2 separate regions of the Drosophila melanogaster genome follow, and region 2 is linked to region 1. A link is a contact called in public Hi-C data. All regions are on one chromosome and are shown on one strand. The core of a region is the stretch at or near the end of the contact, and the rest is flanking DNA. Distances in the headings are between cores, read along the strand shown. Region 1 holds the start of CG13931. Region 2 holds the start of Dbx.

Region 1 (6,654 bases), core at 1,825-4,324:
GACCGATTCCAATCCCATCCCATGCCAATCCAAGTCCCGGACTGCTCCTACTACCACTGCCTGTTTGGTTTTGGCCAAATCGTTTTACGCTTTGTTGCCGCCAGCCATTCTCTCAGCCAGGATGCAAATATGTGCAGAGGCTTAACGTATCCAATAAAGCCAGGAGAAGACGGACAAGGGGGGGGGGGCTTGGACTGGGATTGGCCAGAGCCGAGCCACTGATGGACAAATCCCTGCGGACTCAGCTCGTCATCAGTGGACATAAGCAGCTCAGCGACTCATACAGAGCAAAAAGGGATTTCGGCATTGAATAGCTCGAGTCTCTTAAATTGTCAGCCTTTCTGGAAAAACTTTGAAGATGGATATGAGACAAATTTACAATTATCTATACTTCGTTAGATAATCTTGCATTTTCCTACAACGTATCTAATCACTCAACTGATACATAGGTGTTCTATAAATCATGCTCAGTGAGTACCCAGATTTTCGCCGCGTGTAGTGGCTCTTTATCTAATCTGACCAGTTGAGTCCCAGCCTTTACCACGTGTCCGATGGATTGGATGTGGTCCGGGCCCAACAACTTCATCTGTGAGAGGTGGTGCGTGTGCGGGTTTAATTCGTTTCACTGCAACAATGTTGTGACGCGATTTATGCCGCTGCTCTTAAATGTCATTACCAGCTAAATACCTTTAAATGGCCCCCATCCATTTGGGCTGACCACTTGGCGCCAGCCGAAAGTGCGACCACTGGCCACCGAGCACCAACCACCGACCACCGACCACCCGTCGCGTGTCTTTATGGACTGGGATCCTCAGCGGATCGGGTTTTCCTCCTGCCGCGGCCAGACGCATTTATCATCCCGACCCGTGACGCGCTGTCGCCTTCAATTACACGCAAATTATTCTGCGCTCAGCGAAAGGCGGCACCTGTGCTTGCTTACCTGCTCTCGCATCTGGCGGGGAAATGCGGCATCTGCACTTGGTCATCTTCATTGGAGCCATCTGCTCTGCTGGCAGGGCGGCCTGCGATCAATCTGCCTTATGTCAAGTCCCGGCCATCCGATGCCAATCTGGTGCTCCAGTTTGGATGGCATCGCTGGCAGCGATTAGCCTGATTGATCAATGGGTGTTCGGCAATGGCGGATTAGAAAACCCACTCCAAGGTGGATGCTATCTATAGTGATCGAGATGCGTTTAAGTATCTTCTCTTGCAGACTCATGTATTGAACCATCTGAACAGGCATTTTTGCCATAACTTGGCCAAAAAATGTCCGATGGCTGAAATAATCACAGTTTCTTGCAGCTAATGATCGATACTAACTATCCTCATTCCGTTTTTGCAGACATTTAAAAATTAAATTTTTTCCAATTTTTGACTTTTTGATAAGGGGTTACATCACTATTTTTTTGAAAAAATTGACCAAAAATTAAAAGTTCAGTTTTGAATGCAGATCGATTTTTTATGTCAATACGAGCTCAAAAAGGTATTACATTCAATAATTGAACAAAAATTGCGCCAAATATGGCCAATTTGGGGAATTTCCTATGAGGCAACTAGGAAAATAAGGGGAAATCCTATAGGAAAATCTTAGTCCAACAATATAATTATAATATTATATAATATATTAAGTTTGGATTTTTTTGCTTAGCCTAATTAAGTTTTTGACTTTGCTGGGAACTATTCAAGCTGCAAGTCTTCTCTTCCCATATTAAGTTTTCCATTCACTTGCTTCAGCCATCGACACTCGTTTCCTTTAATTGTCCACTAAAATATGCCGCATGCCCCAGTCGAGAGGCAAGCAAATACTTCAAGTTTTTCCCAAGTGCGCGACTGGAGAAGGCAAGAAGTTAAGTACCACCCATTCCCAGCCGGCTTCCGAATCCTAATTAAACAATACAAATGCGAATCGGCAGCGAAAGACAAAGACACGGATTCCGGGGGATTGGAATTTGGACGATGCTGAGTCTTGAGCTGCGTCAGCGCATCCGTAGTGCAAATGCAAATCGCCGCTGGCAGGAATTTTATAATTAATCGGCGGGGATTTGCGCACACGTCTCTTTATTCACAACCAGCCATCCCTTAGGTCTACAAAGTCGTCCAGCTCCTCGGCGTAATCCTCGGCAGTTCCATCGCTTTGGCCGTGACGCGAGTAGTGATTGAAAATCATGTCTCTGGCCGCCGGAATCACTTTGCCGCTCTCGCATCCGTGCATGTCCTCGTATGTGATTTCGCCGTGTCCCATTCCTCCTATGCTGCCCATGTCGTAGCTACCGTGGGCTCCATGGCCAATGCCTCCTCCTCCTCCTACGCCGCCCTTGGCAATGCCACCACCGTGTGTGGAGAAGCCAAGCACTTTGTATACCGTTTGCTTTACACCTCCGCCGCCACCGCCACCATGTGATCCGTGTAGCACCTTGTACACGGTGTGAGTGTGGTGGTGCGTCTTCACCTTGACCGGCACGTGGATGATTAGGCGTCGGTGGCCCAGACGCCGCGCCTGCACTCCCGTCGCCACCAGCAGAAGCATTATGGCCAGCAGCTTGGCCGCCATGGAGGGACCACCAGATGACAGCTTTATTTTGGGTAAATCAATAGCGAGAGCGTTGAACAGGAATTACTATTTGAAACTAAATTATAGGAACTAAGGTGCAATTTCCGAAAACTGAAATCCATTTCGTGTTTTTTTTTTTAGGCGTTCAAATTAATAAGAACTTTCTGTTTGTTGGCAATTTTCAATCATTTGATTGAACACTTGGTGTGAATGCAAATTAAACTTTAATTAAATTTTAATTTAGTTTAATATGACCCGAATAAGCAATTAAAATTTGTTTTTCACTCTGCTTGAATTTATATTTTTTTTTATTAAATCGCACAAAACTGTTTTTAAGTAGATTTTAAATTGGTTTGATTTACTTTTTCGGTTTTTGTGCCGATCCAAATGGCCAGCTTAACTTGACTCACTTTGGACATTTAGCAGATGTAGATTTGGCTGATGTGGCTGCTGATTAAGCTGGTTAAGCAGGTCCTTAATTAATCCTTCAGTTCGTCCACTGCCACCGCCGAGTGGCGCGCGTTCGCTTTCAGCACTGTGTGGGCCGGCTGGAATCGATGGGGCTTTTATATGGATGCGGTAATCAGGTTCAGTGCACCATGCCGCATGTGGCGTACTTATGGGCTCCCCCTCACCCATCCCGTCCATCATTATCTTCCTCGGCGGTGGTGTCGATTGCATTGCAGCCTCCACGGAGCCGCAACATTTGCATGTGCAGCGCCGCAGCACAGTGGCGTCCGAGTTACGTGTGCCTAATTATTGCTTACAGCTTGTTGCTTGCCGGCACACTGAGAGAAACAAGGTTGTTTTTCAAGATATACAATATTTAAAGTAATGAAGGTGTCAGTATCTTAATTTGCTTCTCAGCAATCAATATCTTAAGAAAAGTTTTCATGCATAACAAAGTTATAACATTAGATAAGTGAGAACCAATCGTGCAGTATTTTCTCGCAGTGCAGGCCCAAAAGCATGGGGCGCGGTCGCTGCTCGGCGAAGCGTTTCGGGTATTTTGCGCCAAGAAAACAATTTTCGCCACAGCATCTCTGCTCCATGGGAGCCCCTTAAATCGGGGAATAGGAGAATCGGCGGATCGGAAGCGGCGTTTTGGTGACTGGCTCTGGGAGCCGGCGAAACGGAATTACCATTGCCATTCATGGAATCTCACATACGCCGGCGCTCGTCTTTAATCCAACCCAATCCAATTCATTCCGATGCAATGCCATCATGCCATCCCACCTCATCCCTATAATCAATATAATCGGGCGAGCATTTCGCGCTTTGTTCAACATTTTATGCAACGCCGCGAAATGCGGAAAAGACATAGATTCGCGCGTGTTTTCCACTTAACATTATTACTTTAATTACCCGACGAGCATGCGATAGGTGGCCAGGGGCCAGTATCGGATTCGCTGCGTATTAAATATGCATTTCATTAGCATTTGCCGGCGATCGGTTTCATTTACATACGTAACTTGGACAATGGCTCACCCAGTTTACGTGGCGTATGCGTAACGTGTCGTTAGGAAAACGAAAGACTTTCCTTTTCACTGCCTATTTCGTGAGTAAAAAGGAAAAATAACAACACATTACCTTTAAAATAAAGGAATAATGTGCCTGCCAATTTTTTATGAGATTTAGTTTAGTGCCTTGCACTTTTCATTCAACAAACTTATATGCCAATAAATCGCAAGCTTAGATCAATTAAACATTATTTTCGCTGCCCAGCGAGGACCATAAAAAGATTAGCATTTTACGACTTTTGCCAATTAATTGGAATTTCACCCATTGCTTTGCCTCGGTAACTACAACTATAGTATAGTAGATATAGTGCAGTAGATATGTGGAATTCACATGCCTTCGCCTCATTAAATGGATTTAATATCGCGCGCAGAATGTGCACTCGTAAAAAGCCGGAGCACACTTACGCAGCGGAATGAAAGTCCGGAGGAGGCAGAAGCACTGCCGCCCACCCGGCATATGGCTAATGAAACGTGGCCCAAAGTTCGTCCGTCGGGCAGATAAACTGCAGTAATAAGTAAGCTCCGAAATGCGTTGTGCAAAACGGGCGCCATGAATTCCATAACTTTATGGCAATGGCCCACTCTAATTGTCCCGAAAGAGGGTCGCTCCACGAGATTGTGGATGGTGGATGGGGGCACAAAGATGCCCCCGAAATGCCTGTGCCACCTTCACCTCTTTACCTTTTTGTGAGCTGGTTAGGGTATGCGCGGCACTTCGACATTTGCCAAAGATCTAGGAGAATTCGTACTATTTTTAAGCAAGTCATTTGATTAGGAACTCATTTAATTGTGACTTCTTCGAATGTCTCTGATTGCACTATCAGTGATTGGATTAAAATTGCAATTACGCCTGGGAAAGCAATATATATATATAGGAAAGGGTAATCTCAGTGCTACCTACTCAATGCCACTTGTTTGCCCGGCGTAGTAATAATTTTGATCAAACTTTTATAAGCGGCGTCATCATCAACCTGCGTGTGTCAGGGGCGAAGAGGGTGTTGTTTGCGGATGGGTGGGTGTAAGGGTTGGTGATGCATGGGGCCTCTAACAACTGCAGGAGCCAGGTCCCGACTTCGGTTGTTGTTGCCTTGGAAATTACCAGAAGGCCGCACACCCACAAACACGCGCAGTTTGTTGGATTTGGGGGCAAAAAGTTGCTAATTTAGAGCAATCTGGTTGGGAAGGATAACAGGACTGGTTGGGGCTTCAGTTCGTCCTGCCGGATGCTGCTAATAAAATGAGAGTCGAGGCGCTAACAAGCCGCAGCGGAGCGAAACGACAAACGGAGGCCAGAGCCCCGGAAAACCCGAAAGGCACTGAAACTAACCCAGCCAAGCTGAGTCGTAAATCCTGACGCTCCTGCTCTGCGCGTCCCAAAAATTAAAGCCCAATACGACGCAAGCACTCCCGACACACGAATCCCCTGCACTATCGCAACCCGTATCCGGGCTAAGCAAACTCGTAAATTTGAGGAAATTACAACATGAAAGTCCTGGACGGCTATGCGCGACTCTAAATTAAATAAAAATACACGGGCAGGGCCATCAGAGTGGATGCACTGCGGGAAAATACGGGTTCATCTACTGGAATGGTTTCTATCTTCACATTTTATACCTATGTGAATCACCTCATCCCAGGGTATACCTTTCTGAGGAAATCCTATTCTCTCTAGTTTATAATTCAAAATGAAAGAGGTTGTGGTTTTTTGCTCAGTGCAGAAGGTTGTTGTGAGGGGGGGGGGGGTTATGCCACCCATAACAAGGGTGGTGATCCAAACTATCCGCACCTGTTGGCCGAATAGGAACGACGGAGGGAGCAGTCCGAAAAACTGGCGTTAATTAAAGCTGCAACATAAGCCCTCACCGGACATATGCCCACTGATCCTAGTGGATTGCCGGATTTGTGGGCTGAGTGGGTGGGTGCTGTGGGCTGGTTGATGGCCACTCGGGAATGGAAGTTGGTGGGTGGTGCGCTCAGATTTGTGGCTGGGCAAAAGCGGCAAAAGTTTCGCCATCCGCTGGAGATTTATGTCAAACTAAAGCACTTGATGGCAGAATAGTTGGCATTTAATGGCTGCATTATTGGAGTTTGTTTGGAAAGTGCCGTAACTAATGGGTCACGGATCTGTGAGCCGGACAAACGAGGAGGAGGAGGAGGCAATCTAGGGGGCGTAACTCCGGGTTAATCCGAACAAATTGCCATTTATCTACGACCAAATTTCTAAGCCACTGCCACACAGGTGGAAAGGCTTCGAGTGGCGAATTAGCAAAGCTCATTGGTGGGATAAACATTTTGAATGATTTTAGTTGAAAAGTTGCACTGTTTGGAGGCACTATCCATGCCTATGAATCTATACATAAAATAATTAAATATACGATAGTTTTTATCGAGAAAAGAATCCTTCTCCATTTCCAAGCCATTGGGCTTGTGCTATCAGAAGCTTAGATATGTATGAACAATGTGTTATTACAATACGTTCCATGGCGAATTGAGCCGCCGCTAATCTGGAACCGAGCTCGTTGAGGCCTCGTTGGCCGCCTTTCGTTCCGTTCCTTCTGGCCGGGAGTCAAACGTGGCGCACAT
Region 2 (6,654 bases), core at 2,753-5,252, 220 kb after region 1:
TCAGCTGTAAAAAAGTGCAAAAAATAATATTGTAAAAATATTCGTTCTGTTCCCCCATTTAAAAAGCGGAAAGAGATCTTCATCGAGGTCATGAACTGGGATAAATTAAATATTGGTATGGTATAAAACGTAACCATTTGAATCACGAGTTCAAAAGAATTGAATATCATATAAGCGATTTGTAACCCTATAAAAATATTATACTAATAATTAACCGCTTTATTTGCAATCTATTGGCAGTATAAGGAGCTGGTTCAAATTAGCTTTTCTCACATATTTACACACCTAACTAGGCCCACTTAACAACCACTCGACTGAACGGCACTTTCCGACCACATGGTCCAAACACAAATAAATATGCGAGCCACCACAAAACCACAACTACGAACAAACCACATACACACATGGCCAACTCACAAACCATTAAATGTGTAAATTTCATAAATTAACCAATAAAGTTGGCAATTATTTCCATACACTCGAGAGCAGGCAAAAAAAAAAAAAAAAACGCCGCGTGTGCAATCAAATTAAGTGAAATAAAGTAATAAAATGAGAAGTGGAAAATATTTTCATAAACTGTTTGGCGGCTCGTCGAGTCCCATGAAAACTTTTCGCCCTGCGCTGAATAAAAAATAAAGAAAATAAAAATCCAAGCCAAAAACTTGGCAACTAAAAATCGCTTCATTCTAATTACTTCCGTTCGCGACTCCGCTGAAGGACTTCCGCCAGCAGGACACGTCGTCCAGTCCAAGTTCAAGTTGAAGTTCGGTCTTTTCTCGGCATTTCGAGGCAATGGTAACGCGAGTGGGAGTAGCAGTTGCGAAGGGGGGGGGGCGTGGCGCATAAAACAATCGTTTTGTAATAAAGATGAAAATTTTATTAAAAGATGTCGGAAACAGATGTCGCCGGCAGGACGAGAACGAGAACGAACTCCGAACCCAGAAGCCAGGAGCCAGGAGCCAGAATCTAGAAGCCAGGAGGCAGGAGCAACCCACTGGGCAGCAAAAGCCAACGACAACACACACTTTATAATCTTTTATCGCATTTTTTCTACTTGGCTGACACAAAGAGCGTATTTATGCGACTGTTAACGTTATGAAAAGCCCATAATTTCGCAGCCACCCCGAGAGTTGTGCTCCGGTTTCTCTAGTTGCCGGCGCGTATAATAAAAATAATAAACGTTGTCCTCTGAAAATCGATGGCAAACAGAATTCGCATTCATTTCATGGATGGTGGGCGGGGTGAATGTGATTCGAGTGGACTGGGTTTCGTGGGCGTGGCGGGGACATGGTCGTGGCAGCAGCTGATATCGACAGTTAACTTGGCTGGAATGCTTTTTCTATATCGTCTCTCGCATCGAGTGTCGTGTATAAATGTTTGCGCTTTATTATATTGCCCGGCCACGCCCCCTCCCCCCAACCAGACAGCCAACCCAACCACTCAACCACCCATTTGTGCCCCAACCATCTTGCAGCATCTTGTGACATTTTACCTTTTTTTCGCAGCTGCAGACGATACACGATAATGATATCCATATAATGATGCGACTGTCAGCGGCATTCGATTCGATACCAAATACTCGCCCCAAATATCCATGAAGTTGTTTATTCGAACTGGAGTGGCATGTGGCAGCGCTGACAGAAGGAAGTCTTTGAATTTGGCCAACTGGATTTATCTGCAAGGCTATTTCGCCAGATTGGATGAAGTGAGTTCGAAAAGAAAGCGAGTTCAGTTGTCAGATGCTTCAGGATTAGATGAAGCAGTTGAAAAGATGAGTAATAAGTATGTACAATACAATCATTTTGTGTCCTCGTCTGTTTGTGAAGTGTGTTATCATTTCCCAAAGTAAGTTGGATCTATCTATTCGCTGCCTTTGATCTTTACAGCTGGAATAATATATTTTTTATATATTTTTCTATATTTAACTTATTCTTTGATTTCTTTGATTTCAATCCCAAATGTACCTCCATAATAAATCCAATCAATCCACATTCATCATATATTGCGTTATGAGTGCGAACAATAAGCCCACAATGCCCGGCCAAAAAGCCAAACGTTAGCAGCCCAATAATCCCCACTTCAGACCGACCAACATCATTTACATATTTCCAATTCGGCAAACAAATTAAAAAAATAAAAACGGAAATAAACTCACACCATGGCAACACTCCGAAAAACAATTAAAAGTTTGTCTTCAACACCTTCCACCGCGCGGAAAATGAAAAATGGGGGCAAGGATATATACATATATATTATTGGGGGGGGCTTCCGACAAAAGCCTGTTTCGGTGACCCCTTTCATTTGTCAAAAAGCAGCAGTGACAATGCCAGATGGATCCAAATCCAGAATCTCGAAAGCCGGAGGAAGCTGCACATTCAGCCCACTTATCAAATAATTGTCCTCATATTATGGCGACTACAAAGAGAGATGGAGATAGCGGCTAGGAGAGAGAGAGAGAGAGAGAGAGCGGAGCCGGGGAAATAGTAGAAAATGGAAAATACTCAGCTTCAGCTTCAGCTTCAGTGTCGGTGGCAAATAAAAATGTAAGGACTCTTGAGCGCACACAGACACACACACCACGGGCGGAATCCTTTGCATAAATGATGATGGTATGATGAGAACTTTTAATCATTATTATCACATATTTATACGCTTATATGAGCATGTTTTATGTACTCGCTGCCAGCAGAAGCGGTGGGTGAAGTGGAAATCCTGACGTCCTGGCTGCACGGATACGGGGTAATCCTTTGAGGCGTGCTCCATATGAAAGCAAAAAGCCACAAATGGCAGCGCAAAACAATCTGAGCTGGGGCCTTTGTTATCCTTGTACTTCTTCCTATTGTCGAGGGCACTTCTCCTCCTTTCAGCTCCTTTCAGCATTCTGATGGGAATCGCATTCGAGTGAGGCCACGCCCCTTCGGCGGGCAGGACTCCTTGGGACCCCAGCGCCTGGCACACAGGGGTTGCTCCGTGCTCTCGCCCTCTCTCTCTTTCTGCTCGCACACAATAGAGGCCAAAAGGACACACACATCCTTGCCGCATTCTGCTGTTTATCTAGCTCCTAAGCTTACATAACCGCTGCTCAGCCATTTTCGCATTTACCACGCTTTCGACGCTGAGTAAATAAGTCATCATTGTCGATAAACTCGATTGTCGTCATCAACGGCGACGAGGACAACTAATTTGCGGTCATAATAAAAGTTAATCTACTGACTCCTTGGCCGCTTGTCGGAATTTTTTTTGCTTCCCATGTCTGCAACAAATTGCTCGCACAAATTCAAAAGTCTATGGATGTAGAAGTCCAGTTCAAATAATGTAACTAAATGCCATTACTCTATATCATCAAACTTTGTACATTATTGGGAAAAGTTATTTGTTGAAAGGATCCTTTACGTTAATCAAACATGTGAAACATATTTTCTTTGCCTATGTAATGCTTAGCTTAAACCAGTTGAGAATTATAATAGAAATTGTAGTATAAAAACAAAATAAAATATTTTGTTTCCAGTATAAAATTACATATTTTATATTATAATTAAATGTAAATTAAATGTATTCTAACAATGCGCCCCACTGTGCGGCACCGTGGAATGGCAGCTCAAATTTAATAAGATCGAGCCAAATTCAGTTCAAGGCAGCAAGTGGCAAAGGCAACAAAACAAGAAAATTAAATTTTTATTGTTTTCACGCAAATAAAATCAAATAAAAAGCGAACAACAATAACGAGCAGGCAAAGGCTAAACAGGACACTCACGCACGCACACACACACACTTACGCACGCATACGCTCTCGCAAGGAGAGCGAAACAGAGAGAGGAAGAGAGAGAGAGAGCAGGATGTACATAAGGACTAAGCATCACGTGCCGCACAGACGGCACTTCTACTGGGCAGGAGAAGCGGACCAACCAACGACGAGCAACCCCGTAATCGCACTCCTGGGCACCCGGATGCTGCGTCCTGCGCCTGCCAGGACATTCTGCCAACCGAGTTCAGTTCGAATTGAGCACTCGACGCGAACGCGACAACTGGCGGATACAGACGAGAACTGAATCGGTACGTGTACGGATACTAGAGACTACGGAAATATAGAGCAGCCAGCTCCGTCGCGTTATGTCTACGGCCTTCCTCGTGGACAGTCTCCTGCACGCCCAGCAGACCTACACGGAAAGCCAGCTGAAGTCCAGCCTGAGCGAGATGCTCCTATCGCGTCGGTCGGCCACGGGAACGGATGCCGCGGATCCGGCTGACCAGCCCACCGAGTCCTGTGGCTGCTCCAAGTTGCGCGGCTACAAGTGTGATAAGTGCCGCGAAATCCGTGCCGAGAGTGTAGAAAGCATCGAGGAGATGGACGAGGACGATGGTTCCTCCTCGGCGGACGAAATAGTCGCCGATATTGGCAGTGTCGAGGGCGAGGAGCCGCACATGGACCTGGACGAGGAGCTGGAAGAGGAGCTGGCCGACGTGGACGAGCCCGTGTCAATCAAATTGCCCAAGGTGGAGCCCAAGGAGACCAGCATGCCGACCGTCGGCAACACCATCCTCAAGGATACCAACAGCAAGCCCATTCTCAAGTTCAGTGTCAGCGCGATCCTTGGCGACACCCGGGAAGGAGTCCGTGTCAGAAATGGTAAGACATGGTTGGCAACTAGCAATTTTAGCTTAGTAGTATGCCTTGAGGTGCTGATGATCTTTGCTTCTCTTTCAATGTTGTTTTCACTGGAACCCCTAAGATTAAATTTTGTAATTACCTTGGGCCCCTCCAATTCTGAAGTCGATGAGATAGTTTCCTCCAATTAGGTTTACGCCGCGGGCTGCTTCAAAGAATGTTATAAAAAGGCTTGGCAATTAATTTGTCGTGGCTAATGCCGAATAAAAACAAAATACCGAACACAATTGCAATATGAAAAGCCAAAAGAATAACAAATCTGGCCCAAAAGTTTACGCAGACTCCTCGCGAGGGTAGAACGCAAAGTACTGGTACTTCGCAGTTGCTTTAGTTTTTACGCCGCGACTTTATTGTGTGTTGGCCTAAGTCCTCGGGGCGTTTCACCGCTGATCCTGCAGGCTGTAAAAACACAGCCAGGCCTAATCATGTTTAAATTATTGAGCCAAGCCCCTGAGCACAAAGCCGCATAACCAGTTCGTCCCATCCACATCCGCACTTCCGCACTTCCGCCAGGATCTGCATGGGATATGGTGCGAAGGATCTGCATGGGATATGGTGCGAAGGATCCTCTGCCGCGTGCTGCTTACAACGGGGGATGAGAATGAGAATGGGAATCCCTATGCCAGATAGGACATGGAAAAGGTCCTGGGGGCGGGGGACAGAAGGTAGGCGTAACCAATTGGCCATCAGTCAATGTAACAGCTCTGCCTTGGCCGTTTTTTAGTTGTATTGTTCTCTTGTATTTCTGGGGATTGTGGGATTTAATTGTCATGTGATTATGGCATCGCGGCTTACTTTCCATATTAATGAGTGGGCAGGACCTTTCGATTTCCCGTATTTTATCACTATTTTTTATGAGATTTTATTGGCGATATTTTGGGGTTAAATCGTACTGTTTTTTATGATCAAAGCGTGGCAAAAAATTTAGAAATGGTACGAAATATGACTATTATTAGGTATTATATTAGAACCAGAATAGCATAAGTAACTTTTAATGTCTTAATAACGCAGCCATTAGGTATCCCCTCCACACACACACACACTTTCTAACTTATTCTGTCCATTAATCTCCTCCGCATATTCCAACTAATTGCCATCACATTTCAATCAATAATCCACTTAGCACATTTTCCCCTCGAAATGTGAACGGCTTTTTGCCCAAGAGTATGCCACAAATGAACTTTTTTGCAGGGCCATAAACCAATAAGTCGAAAAACTTGCCACATTTTGGGAGCACAGATGCAGATACAGAAAAGTCGGTAAACCGCCGACGAACAAAACAAACAAAAGCGAACAATTATAACTTAATTTGTGCGCTCATTAGGCACACATGTGCCACACACACACACACACACACATTCCTACACTCCTACACACACAAGGACAATCAAGGATGCCATATGGAAATGGAAATTTTCGGTGCTCCGCAGAGCAAAATGCCGTTGGCCACAGGAGTCAAAAGCATCGGATTGAACGCGCACACAATGTCGAAACTAAAGAGGCGTTAATTCGTTAATTGTTTCAGTTCTCTAATCGAATTAAAATCATATCCTGGATATCCTGCAGCCACTGCCAGCCTGTCAGGCTGAGCGGGGGCGGGGCAAATCAAAATGGGGAGAAGCCGCCATGGCGGCTGCCTTTTTGGGGTGTTTAATTAGAAAATGAAATGCAGCCACGCAGGGGTCCAAGGGCGAGATTCCATCCCCCGATATCCTTCCCATACAAATGGGGATGCAGCATATCCTTCAAAGGCGCCAAACTTTGCTCTCAAGGTGCGAGCTCCTGTGTCTGTCTGTCTGCCTGTCTGTCTCTATGTCTGTGTGTGCGTAAAGTCCTTTATCCCGGGGATCTTGTGTTTGCTTTAATTATGCCAACTTCACACTGACACTTCAAAGCAGATTTCATTTCCCATTGTCTGCGCCGGCGTGTGTGTGAGTGTGTGTGTGTGGTGATGGGGGGTGGCATTCGGGGGCCATGGCGCCTGTCTG

The links. Hi-C and Micro-C count contacts between places; a contact is called where the count stands out from the background.
Region 2: a contact with region 1 is called in a Hi-C map of the Kc167 cell line, with 1.7 times the contacts expected there. A contact is called at or near these places in 4 of 107 Hi-C or Micro-C datasets (the Kc167 cell line, the Ras3 cell line and wing imaginal disc).

What each region holds. Positions count from the first base shown.
Region 1 is chr3L:1,699,333-1,705,986 of dm6, forward strand. CG13931 reads right to left here and starts at 3,075. Exons shown (of 2, transcript NM_001274345.1): 1 at 2,962-3,075; 2 at 1,624-2,572. The coding sequence starts at 2,970. The coding sequence ends at 2,063. The region is part of intron 2 of CG7991; the gene reads left to right.
Region 2 is chr3L:1,917,305-1,923,958 of dm6, forward strand. Dbx reads left to right here and starts at 4,003. Exons shown (of 5, transcript NM_139420.4): 1 at 4,003-4,627. The coding sequence starts at 4,111.